2 separate regions of the Mus musculus genome follow, and region 1 is linked to region 2. The links are chromatin contacts, called in public HiCAR-type maps. All regions are on one chromosome and are shown on one strand. The core of a region is the stretch at or near the end of the contact, and the rest is flanking DNA. Distances in the headings are between cores, read along the strand shown. Region 1 overlaps Hmgcll1 (3-hydroxymethyl-3-methylglutaryl-Coenzyme A lyase-like 1). Region 2 has its middle 88 kb from the start of Hmgcll1.

Region 1 (5,651 bases), core at 1,057-3,556, 170 kb after region 2:
TGTCTCCTCAGTCCCCCTTCCCTCACTCTCTCTGCTTGCCCCCCATGCTCAATCAAGAGCCCCCTGCTTTTTCCTTCATTGAATTACATATTTCAGATAATCAAGAAATCAAATAACAGAAGCAGCCATATATTTTATAAGCTGATAAATGACCTTTAGGAACACTGCATAGATATATTAGGGTGTGAATATGTTAACCTGCGAGAACTTGTATTTATGACTCCGTCTCTAAACAAACAGCTGTCTTTCTAGAAGGCTATTCATGCCTTGTAGACCGTACAAGATACATAAAAGTACGTTACAGTGAAACAGATCATGGTACAAACTCCTTGTTTGTGCTGGTTAGTTTTTGTCAACCTGACACAAGCTAAAGCCATCTCTGAAGACAGAGCATCAGTTGAAATATTGCCTCCATCAAATTGGCCTGAAGGCATGTCTTCAAGGGTATTTTCTTGATTCATTATTGATGTGGGAGAACTCAGACCACTGTGGTTGGTGCCATCTCTGGGTAGCAGAAGGAGACAAGAGTGACAGGGCAGTAAGCAGCCTCCTCCATGTCTTCTTCTTCCATTACTGACTTGAGAACCTGCCCTGACGCCCCTCAGTGATGATGGAGTGGGACCTGGAAGTTAGAAGATGAAATAAACCCTTTCCTCCCCAGGTTGGTTTTGGTCCCTGCGTTACCACAGCAACAGAAAACAGGTTAGGAGAGCATCTCCCTGTACTCTGGGCCCTGAGGGCTGAGTCAGACCTCAGGTTGCTCCCCTTTGGGGGTCACTTTCCTTTCAAGTTTTCTCATACCTATTGTTCCTGGCTTTTTTCTTCAGTCTTTTCCTGGTTCTTCTGTCACTAGATCTTTCTTTTCAGAATGGATACATGTGTTGAAAATTTTATATTCTAACCACAACCGCCGTGAGTGTATGTTCAGAAAAGGGGATTACAGAAGAAATACTGACAATGAATGTAGGCCCATATGGAGTTACCCAGTACATACATACTATTCAATGGCCTTTCCCCACACCCCTAGTCCCAAGAATCATTTGTGATGTCTAGATAAAACAAATCAATCCATAGAGAAATACATTTATTAATAAATAAGTTAAAGAAAATAAAGCATATCTATTATTTCTGACAAAGTAGATATTTTCCCCCTCCTGTTACTGTCTCTAGGTTTTAGCCTCTGAAATACATGTCACATGATAGCTAAATGTGAGGCTTCTAAAATACGAGCATTTAAGATGAACATTTTACTCCTCTAATTTGGGAAAACTATCAAAGTTGCCTGTTCCCTGTTTGTCTGCATCTGGAAAGCTGAAGTATTAATAGCATCTGGGATTGTTAGCCTTTCTTGCCATTGGCTCCATTCTTCAGCTCTCAATTGTTGCCTCCATAACTAAAATCAAAAATATCACTCAAGAATATCATTTATCTTTCTAGTGGAAGGCTGACTTCTGAAGTCAGTACTGAATCTAAAGGATAAAGTTGCGTTTTGTTTTATCTTTTTAGATTTTAGTGCATGAGTCCTGTACTTATGGTTTTCGTCCCCTCCTCTCCTCCACTAACTGCTCTTATATTCAAACCACTCCTCAAATTCATGGACTCATATTGTTAGTTATTGTTAAATATGATATGCTTGTAAATTTATAAGTACAACGCGCTTTAGTGCAGCTTGTATGTCCACATGTTTAGAGATGACCGTTTGGCATTGCACAACCTATCAGAGAGCTCACCCCTTGGTGTCACACCTCTTTTCGGAAAGAAGAAAATGCTTTATGTTAAGGAAAAATGCATTGACATACAGGCAGGGGTTCCAAGCAAGAAAATTAAGAGCACTGGGAGAGAATCTATAAGAAATTTTGCATTGCTGAAACATACAATTTAGGACAATGACAGATTACAGAATAAACACATATAACATGAGACAATGATGAACAGTGAGGTGCTATATTCTGGTGCCAAATCCTAACCGGCGTCAGCGTTAACTGATAATGATCTTGAACTTCATTTTTCAGGTGTCTAAGAACGACAAAGGGTTTTAAGGAGGAAGTAGATGATTGCATGTTAGACTCATATTGTAGAAACCCTCTTCTATCACATCTATACAGGATATATTCCCACAGCATAGAATAAAACAAATGATACTGAAGACTTTAGCATATCAGAACGTATTACAATAACATGGGGGACAGCGTGTTTTAACATGGTAGTAATAAGATCTCTTTGAGTGGTTAAGTATGAAAGCCAGAAAGAGGACAGAAACAGAGCTGAGTCTCACATGCCTTCAGCATGAGTGCCTGACTGGACAGTGATCAGGGATTGTCACGTGTATCCAGTTGTAAACTGCTACAATAGAAACACAGTTCTTTACTACCATGCCAGAGGGAATGGAAATTTAAATGGCCAAACAAAGTCATTGTGGCAGATTGTCAACTCAGTTCACAGAACTGGGCCCCAGTGTCTCTGGCACTTGCTTTCTCACTCACTCCTTTCAGCTGAGACTATTTTATGTTTTTTTTTTTTTAACTTGTCAAGCTTCCCATAGAACTAATTTCCTCCATGCACATCTGGTTGTAATGTTCTAGATTAGTCAAAATAATAAAATGTGCAAGGCATAATCATGGTCAAAAATCTACCTCACTCATATGGATCGATTGAGTAGGATGTGGGACCTCGGAGAGGCAAGGTCTCAAAAATATCATATAGAGTAGTTTTCTTCCATCATTGGCAGTAGCAGTGTTGCACACGACAGAGGCCAACTGCCATGACTTTGAAACCAGACAGACCTTGTATCAGATGACACAACTTGTGACTATAGATGGGGCATATGTATGTAAAAGAATGTGTGGAATAGTTTTAAGAAGACATGTTAAAACTGTTGCAAGTAGAATCTAAAGTCAGATTTCTATGAAAGTGAACGAGAGAGAAGATATCTAATATTGGGATAAACCAAATGAATAGATCATAGGAGAAACTGTTTCTTTAGAGACACAGAAAGGTATTCAAAATTTAATACCCATCCATGATTAAATATTGTTTAGAGTAAAACTAATTCAGGACTACTTAGAACTCACAAAGTGTATCTCAGAACTGTTAATGAACATTTATACTTAAGAAGTTTAAAAATGTCAGTAGTTACCAAAGAAGTCTTAAATAATGGTAAGGTTTTAGCATTTCAGAAAGTTACAAAATGTAATAAAAAGAAAAGGAAGCAATAAAGCACATTAGGAGTCAAAATTGTTATTCTAGTATTATTTTTCCCTCATAAGTTTTTACATATAAAATCCACTTGATCATATTTATGTCCCATTATTTCCCATCTTCTTTCTGATCTTGTTCTTCTTCCCCAAAGCTACCCCTCCTCCTTACATTTCTCTTTCTTGTAACACATTGCATTAAGGACTGCTTGCATAGCATGGGTGAAGGATTGTTTACATGAGCAAGAGTAACATATCAGTGGCCACACCATTGAGGAATGTGACTATATACAAGTAGAGCTTCTCATTAGGAATAGGGCTTTGAGGGCCCCTATTATTCATGATGGATTATTGACACATCCAGTCTTGGCTAGGTCTTAGGAAAGTAACCACAAATCCTGTGAGTTTCTAAGTGCTTATAGCCATTTCTAGAAGTCAGTGTTTTATCACACTCCTTTTTAAATCTTCAGAATCTTGCATTATTTTCACACTTCTGTGATGTTTCCTGAGCCTCAGAGGAGGTGTTGTACATGCACTGTTTAGGACTAAGCATTCATGAGTAACTTATGTTTATCACGTTGGTCACATATAAGTCTTTGATTTCATAGTCAAACAGTGTAGAGAGAAACTTCTCTAACCAAACCTGAAGGCAGCACACTCCAAGGCATGTAGAAGCAAATATTTAGAAGTAGATTCGTAATATACCCTTTCCATAAAACACCAGTGTTAGGCTCTCCTCTCCCATTACTCCTTACTGGTTTTCTAGCCTTTATGGGTATTCTAGTTGAAACACAAATATCTAGAGGTTCAAAACTGACATCCATATATGACAGAAAATGTGATGCTTACCTTTCTGGATCTGAGCATTCTCAATACGATTGTTTACAGTCCTATTCATTTACCCCTGAATTTTATAATCCATCTTTTCTTAAGAATTGAATAATACTTTTATAAACATGGATGCCCTTGAAAAAAAAAGAATTGAATAATATATCATTGTGTCAATAGACAACATTTTCACTGTCCATCTATCAGTTGATGGAAATTTAGACTGTTTCCATTTCCTGGTTTTTGTAATGAATATGAAAGAACAAGTCTAGAGTTCTGTGGTGAAGTCTAGAGTCTTTTGGGTATAAGTCCCAAAGAGTTATAGATTGATTGTTTAATAAATATGTTTCCAGATTTCCCTCCACTGATTTTCATATGTTTCAAGAAAGTTCATATAGAATACAGTGATATAAAAAGTGGAAAGAAAATAAGAAGAAGAGGGATTAAATGAGTTGAGAATGGGAAGGCAGAGCTAAGCAGGAAATGAGGAAAGAGATAATGGTATAGGCTTTTTGAAATAGCCTTAAGGAAAGCTATCACTGTAGAAGCTTCCTAAATGTGTACACACACTAATTGTGTACACATACATATATAATGTAGTTTAAACGACATTACCTACAATGGAGAACAATATGCCAACTAGACACCATGCATTAGCAAAAACAAACAAGCAAACAAAGAAACAATCCCCATGCTAGGATTACTTCTTTTTGAGTTGTTGACCAGTGGCATTCCACAGCCTTCCCCAAATTACAGCCTTTTGTCATTGCTCTTAGATATCCTGCAGAACATGTTGTTAAGACCTTCCTACTGAAGACACCACATACTTGAGTCATAGAACTTGGATAAATCAAGTTGGACTTTCTTGGAAGGGTCTTTTCTCCTGATTTGCCCTCCTAGTACTGGAAGCTGTTCTGCAGGCTGCCAAATGATCAAGTAATCACCACCCTCACCTAGATATGAACCCTGCAAACTACAGTAATGTCTGTCTTGAGAAGAGATGCCCATTGTTGCAATAGTGATACTGTGATGGAAACAACCAACTACTTTTTGATTTTGTCTAAGGCCCACTCAACAAGATGGAAACCATATGTGGCACTGTTAATGGAGCAAAAAGCTTGTAGCTACATATGTCTCCCTAGAGGAAAGCATACTACTATTATTTTGCTAATGGAAATAGTGTTAAAATGACTTCAAATGATACATTACTGTACCCACAGATCTGTGGATCTCACAACCCTCAGCAGACACACATCTTGTAATAGATGACCATTAACACAGAGACCCACAGCTGGCCAACCTGAACAGACTAAGTGGAGTACTCAGCTCTAAATGGGACTTCTGGATCTCATACCTCCTCCATAACTCAGAGATCTTTGTAGAAGAGAGTGCAAAAAGATTTTAGTAGCCGGAGGTAGTGGATGACTTCAAGGAAACAGTGTTTTCCTGATATACCAAGGCAGCTGAGATTCCATGGTTTCCATGACATTATCATAGTGGTAGACTTATCTTGCCACGCTAGTCATTGTTGTAGCATTTAGGGTTTACAGCCAGGTATAATGATGATTGCTTTTCTCCACTGGCAGCTTACAGGGCACCCTTCAGCACTCTGAAAGCTAGCCAGTAGGG
Region 2 (5,684 bases), core at 2,191-4,690:
ACGGTGGCTGGCTGTCCCCGGCCCACACAGGGTGCTGCCTCAGCGCCTCTGTGCTTCTGCCTGTTCCAGAAGCTGTCAGGTTCTCTGGCGCACCCTCTCACCTGTTCAGACTAATTTCCTAAGTTCGGCGGGTCCTGGACCAAGATGGCGACCGCTGCTGCTGTGGCTTAGGCCGCCTCCCCAGCCGGGCGGGCACCTGTCCTCTGGTCCGGAAGGTGGCCAGCTGTCCCCGGCCCACACAGGGTGCTGCCTCAGCGCCTCTGTGCTTCCGCCTGTTCCAGAAGCTGTCAGGTTCTCTGGCGCACCCTCTCACCTGTTCAGACTAATTTCCTAAGTTCGGCGGGTCCCGGACCAAGATGGCGACCGCTGCTGCTGTGGCTTAGGCCGCCTCCCCAGCCGGGTGGGCACCTGTCCTCTGGTCCGGAAGGTGGCCGGCTGTCCCCGGCCCACACAGGGTGCTGCCTCAGCGCCTCTGTGCTTCCGCCTGTTCCAGAAGCTGTCAGGTTCTCTGGCTCACCCTCTCACCTGTTCAGACTAATTTCCTAAGTTCGGCGGGTCCCGGACCAAGATAGCTTAATGTTTTTAAAGATTTAACTTTTAGGGAATAACAGTATATCTCAAGAAAAATTATTTAGCAAAGAATTGAGCAGATATTCGAGCAGAGGGGAATTAAAAGGGCAGAGTTCTGGCGATAAATGTGATCCACCTGGGAAGTATCTCTCACTTCAGGCTTCTGACTTGAGCATTAGTGGCTGTGCTATAAATAATATAGAAGAGAGTTGGTTTCTTTCCCATAGTGTTAAAGAATCTTTCTCCCCCCCCCCTCCCTTCTTTCCTCCTACCTTCTCCTCTTGTTTATTTGTTTTGTTTTTTGATGCTGGGTTTCTCTGTGTAGCCCTGGCTGTCCTGGAACTTGCTCTGTAGACCAGGCTGGCTTCGAACTGAAAGATCCCTCTGTCTCTTCCTCCCAGGTGTTGGGATTAAAGGCGTGCGCCACCACGCCTGGCTTTGTCTTTCAATTCTTTAACTGGAAGAAAAAAATGAACTTGATAAAGGCCCCTGGTGGTTGCATTAACTGCGGTAACCTAGACAATTGTTTTCTCAGAAACTCTCTTTAACTTGGGTCTAAAGAGGCACACCATGCACCAAGAGGCTTGCAAAGGGAATTTGTTTGTGTGTGTGTGTGTGTGTGTGTGTGTGTGTGTGTGTGTGTGTTTGCTTTTGCAAAAGGGAGAAACTCTAACAATTTTAAGGTCTGGATAGCATTGGTTTATGTTATATATGGTTCATTCATAGTTTTTAATTTTGTATCAAAATAAACAATGGGAAGAGATAACAAAAGAGGAGTTAGTATGAATTTTAAAGGCTTAGTATCTATAAAGCAAACATAAATATTTGACTATCTTTTCCTGGCTAATAGGGCTCATGTGTGTCTGGGTTTTGGTTCATTTTTCTAATATTTACAAATCCCATAACAGGTTTTAATTCAATTTTAGAATGGTAAAATTCTGTCACTACATTCTTTAATAAAGTACCATTAATCTGAAGGTGGAGCTGACATTATTGCATAGTTTAAAAAATTAAGTCAGTCCAGTCACCTGGATGTCAGTTGTCCAATAAGCAGGTCCGGGATAAGCTCTAGCAACAGGAACAGGGACATTGGGTTCCATACGTATTCCTGTGACACCCGAATAAAAGCAGACCATCTAGGATACACACTCAACTGAATGTAAAAATCGGCTTCAGGAGGCTCTTGGCAATTGTGAAATCTAACCTGAAAACTCTCCTCTTGTTATATATCTAAGAACATTTTATTCTTTGAGAATTTCAAACAATATATTTTAATCATATTCACTTTCTTTTTAGTAAAAAAAAACTAATGTTTGAGTGTTCTGCCTGCATGCACATATGCACACACACACACACACACAAAACTCATATTCACATGCGCACACTCACACAATACATGTACAAACTCACACACTCACATGCATACACACTCACTCACATGCATATACACACTCTCACACTCACATGCACACACATACACACATATACACATTCACATACACATGCACACTCACACACATTTCATATATCATATATCTCACATATATTCCATATATATACATTCCACATAGTATATATTCTCTGTATATATTATATGTATACACATTCCATATATATAGTAAATATAGTAAAAAGAAGTCTGTTAAGGATTTCTTTTTCAAAAATGTAAGCCTGACTATTAAACTTTCCTTTTGTATTCATTTACTTATTGAGGGAGCTCAAGCATTTCTGTGTTTGCAACACCTTCCAGAAAAGAATCCAAAACATGTCTTGAACCATGACATGTATTTAAGGAAAAGGTACCTGCTGATATAGCTTTCAAGGCCCAGGAGAAACAGATTAAGACCAGTTTCCCTGGGTTCCTTTCTCTGCTTCCCCCTGTTTTCCTGTCTTCTGTGGGGTTAGGAAGAAGTTCATTGTCACCCAGGACTCTTGTCCTTGCTGCTTTGTTTGCAGAGACAGATTCAGTTCAAGGTTTCCTCATGATGAAGTGCTGTGTCTGGTAGCACCAATGCTAGTGACTTCTTGTCCAAATGTTCTTACCAGTCTGCTCACGACAGTCACCTTCAATAGTCACCAGCAGTCTGCTCATACCCGTCATCTTTAATACTCCCTGCTTTGCTCGTTGTCTTTTTAGTAGCCAACCATCACCCTAAATGAACTTTGTCATTTCTCAGGAGCATCCGGCAGTCTCCATCTGAGCTGGAAGAGTCATGGATTCGCTTGTATTCTCCATGCACAGGCCTGAGCAGAGAGTCTGATTTCTAAATGATACGAATTGAACAATCCAAGGTTTCTAGTTAGATAAAAAGAATTTCAAATATCGACTACAGGTATGAAATTTCATATGTAATATTTGTGATGTGTGTTATTTTCCTAAAATAACAATACTACTACAACATAGAAATGAAAAATAATAAAAAATGTGAACTAAAACATTTTACAAACTACTTCCAATTTTCCTTTGTAGTAGTAATCAGCCTTTTCTTCTGGCTGAAACATTGGGCGTGTTCCTTGAATAGTCTTCTTCTTTTCTTGGATGGGTTACTGAGAAGGTATACTAACATATGAGTGCACGTGCAGCTTTTGGCTTTACGTTTCTGCCCATGCTACTGTTTGATGTGCACAGATGGGAAATTTCCTTTCTGTGAACCTCGGCATGCTGGGCCTTGCTTTGTTATTGTTTGACATTCTGAGACTGTTTTACACACATTTACAAAGAAAAATGTTTGGCCCCTGATAAACGAATGACAAGCTGATATACAGGCAGGAGGACTGTCAGCGAGGTTCTGTTAAAGGAGATCTGAACGTCTGGCCCCAGCTGTGCAGCTAGCTACTCACAAGAAATGACTAATCCTGGCTTGGCCAAAGTTAGTAATTATTTTTACTGTTGATGTGAAGATCAAAGGTTATTCCAGGAAGTCGGGCTGGGACAGTGTACTTTGCTATCTGACAACACTGGGGATTTAGCAAAGCTATCATTTGGGTCCCGGTTTGCACATTCACTTGGTGCCAATGCCTGAGGGTCGTGTAGCAGTGTAAATAATCTTCCTGTGACAGTCATTATAATTGGCTGAAAGTAAACGGATCTACTGGATGTGAATCATCATTGCCCTTTTTGCAAGCATCAAGTCCTGACTCTAAATGTCAGGGAAGCTGGGTCATAGTTTTAATAGTGTGCCGTTGTTTGAATCCTTATCATTAGTGAGACATTCTGACCCTTTTACCATTAATTTGTTTTGTTTTTTTTTACCAAAAAATTTATTTAAGAGCTGCCTCTTGTAGATCAGACTAATGCTTGAAGGGATTATAACGATTGAAAATTCACTGGAAATCTTAAATGTTTAAGTTGTCAATGATATTCATATATATACATTTTCCTCCAGACATGGATGAACTCTCACTTGGGACATACTCCTAAAAAGCACTGCTCACTCCATCCATGTTTCTCACCACATCTAATATATCTGCAAGTCCTGTCTCCAGTGATGTGTCAGACTGAGTATTCTCGAGGATAAACAATGAAGACAGAGGAAGTGTTACTTCCAAATACGGATTTGGTTTCTAATTCCTACTGTGCTAGACTCTGCTGTGAACATTTATGATGTATTATCTACTCAGTGTCTATATTCAAGCGAGCAATATTATCTTCATTTCTAGGTAGGTAAACTACGGCTCCCTAAATGACTTGTAATGACTTGTAGAGGCTGACTTACAAGAGATACCTGCTATAACTCAAAACAAGTCTTTCATAAAACACACAGGATGGTACCTAGCAAGACAAGATGATGATGATGTGTGTGTGTGTGTGTGTGTTTTCACTTTATTGTGACAAGTTGTTTTTGCATTTTCAGACATTTTTATTTTATAAGTCTGGTTCCTGATTCTATAGCACTTGTTCTCTATCCCAGAAGAGCATAGTAAATACATGGCAATGAACCTAGATAAGACACATCAACATTGTAAAGGTACATTTCTACAAGGATCTGTCAGTGACAAAGAAACCGCAGGACACTGCAAAGAAGGAGCAACATTTGAAACAGGACTGACTTTTGTCTATACCAACACTGTGAGTAAAGTATGTATACATAATATTTATTATCTTTTACTTATTGTTGTAATTTTAGATTATATATTGTATTATATATTACCCTACATTTAAACTAAAAATTTGAATTAATATATTTTTCAAATAAATCATAATAATACCATTTCTCCTTCCCTTTACTTCTCTTAATCTCTGCCACACATGCTTTTGTTCTCTCTCAAATTTCTTCATTTTCAATTACATTTATACATCTACATATATTCCTAAATAAGTAAATACAACCTGATTACCTTGTACAATATTATTTCATGTACATAGTGTTAGTGCTGACCACATTTCCAGGTGATGAAATCTCACAGCACATTTTCGGTTCCTCTGGTTCTTGCATTGCTTCTTCTCCTTCTCCCATGATGCTCCCTGAGCCTTCAGTGCAGAAGTTGTGTTGTAAATAGATCAGCTGGAGCTGGGTGCCACACAACCACCCACTCTGTATTTTTATTGGTTTCTGTTTTTTTATTAATTAGATATTTTCTTTATTTACACTTCAAATGTTATCCCCTTTCCTAGTTTCCTCTCAGAAAAATCCCTATCCCCTCCCCCCTCTCCCTGCTCCCCAACCCACCCACTTCCAGCTTCCTGGCCCTGGCATTCACCTGTATTAGGGCATAGAATCTTCACAGGACCAAGGGCCTCTCTTCCCAGTGATGGCCGACTAGGCCATCCTCTGCTGCATATGCAGCTTTTGTAATGCTGTTTGTCTTAGGTAAACAGAAGGTTGGTTTTTGTTTTGTTTTGCTTTGCTTTTTTCATTAATTTGTTTACTTCCCAATCTCCCCTTTCCTTCTCCACCCCACAGTCTCTCCCACTTCCCTCCCCTCCCCTCCCCCATCTCCCCTTCTCTTTCTCTTCAGAAAAGTGAAGGTCTACCAAGAATATCAACGTGCCTTGGCGTACATATCTGCATTAGGACTAGGCGCATCTTCTCCTATTGAGGCTGGACAAGGTAGGCCAGTTAGCAGAAAGGGATCCAAATACAGGCAACAGAGTCAGAGACAGCCACTGTTCT

What was found. HiCAR-type assays count read pairs that join an accessible place to other places.
Region 1: a contact with region 2 is called in a HiCAR-type map of fibro-adipogenic progenitors, with 4 times the contacts expected there. The contact joins two enhancer-like sites. A contact is called at or near these places in 6 of 484 Hi-C or Micro-C datasets (embryonic stem cells, liver, psoas muscle and 1 more) and 2 of 115 datasets of contacts at active chromatin or transcription factors (fibro-adipogenic progenitors and heart atrium).

What each region holds. Positions count from the first base shown.
Region 1 is chr9:76,097,830-76,103,480 of GRCm38.p6, forward strand. All of the region lies in intron 7 of Hmgcll1 (3-hydroxymethyl-3-methylglutaryl-Coenzyme A lyase-like 1), which reads left to right. Among named protein-coding and RNA genes, the nearest start is that of Hmgcll1, 86 kb to the left of the region's middle. Within about 2 kb of position 2,307, at least 8 of the 459 cell types and tissues checked have an H3K27ac peak or open chromatin away from gene starts, as enhancers often do. A contact at or near this core is called in fibro-adipogenic progenitors, where this site is marked.
Region 2 is chr9:75,924,216-75,929,899 of GRCm38.p6, forward strand. No RefSeq gene overlaps it. Among named protein-coding and RNA genes, the nearest start is that of Hmgcll1, 88 kb to the right of the region's middle. Within about 2 kb of position 3,441, at least 29 of the 459 cell types and tissues checked have an H3K27ac peak or open chromatin away from gene starts, as enhancers often do. A contact at or near this core is called in fibro-adipogenic progenitors, where this site is marked.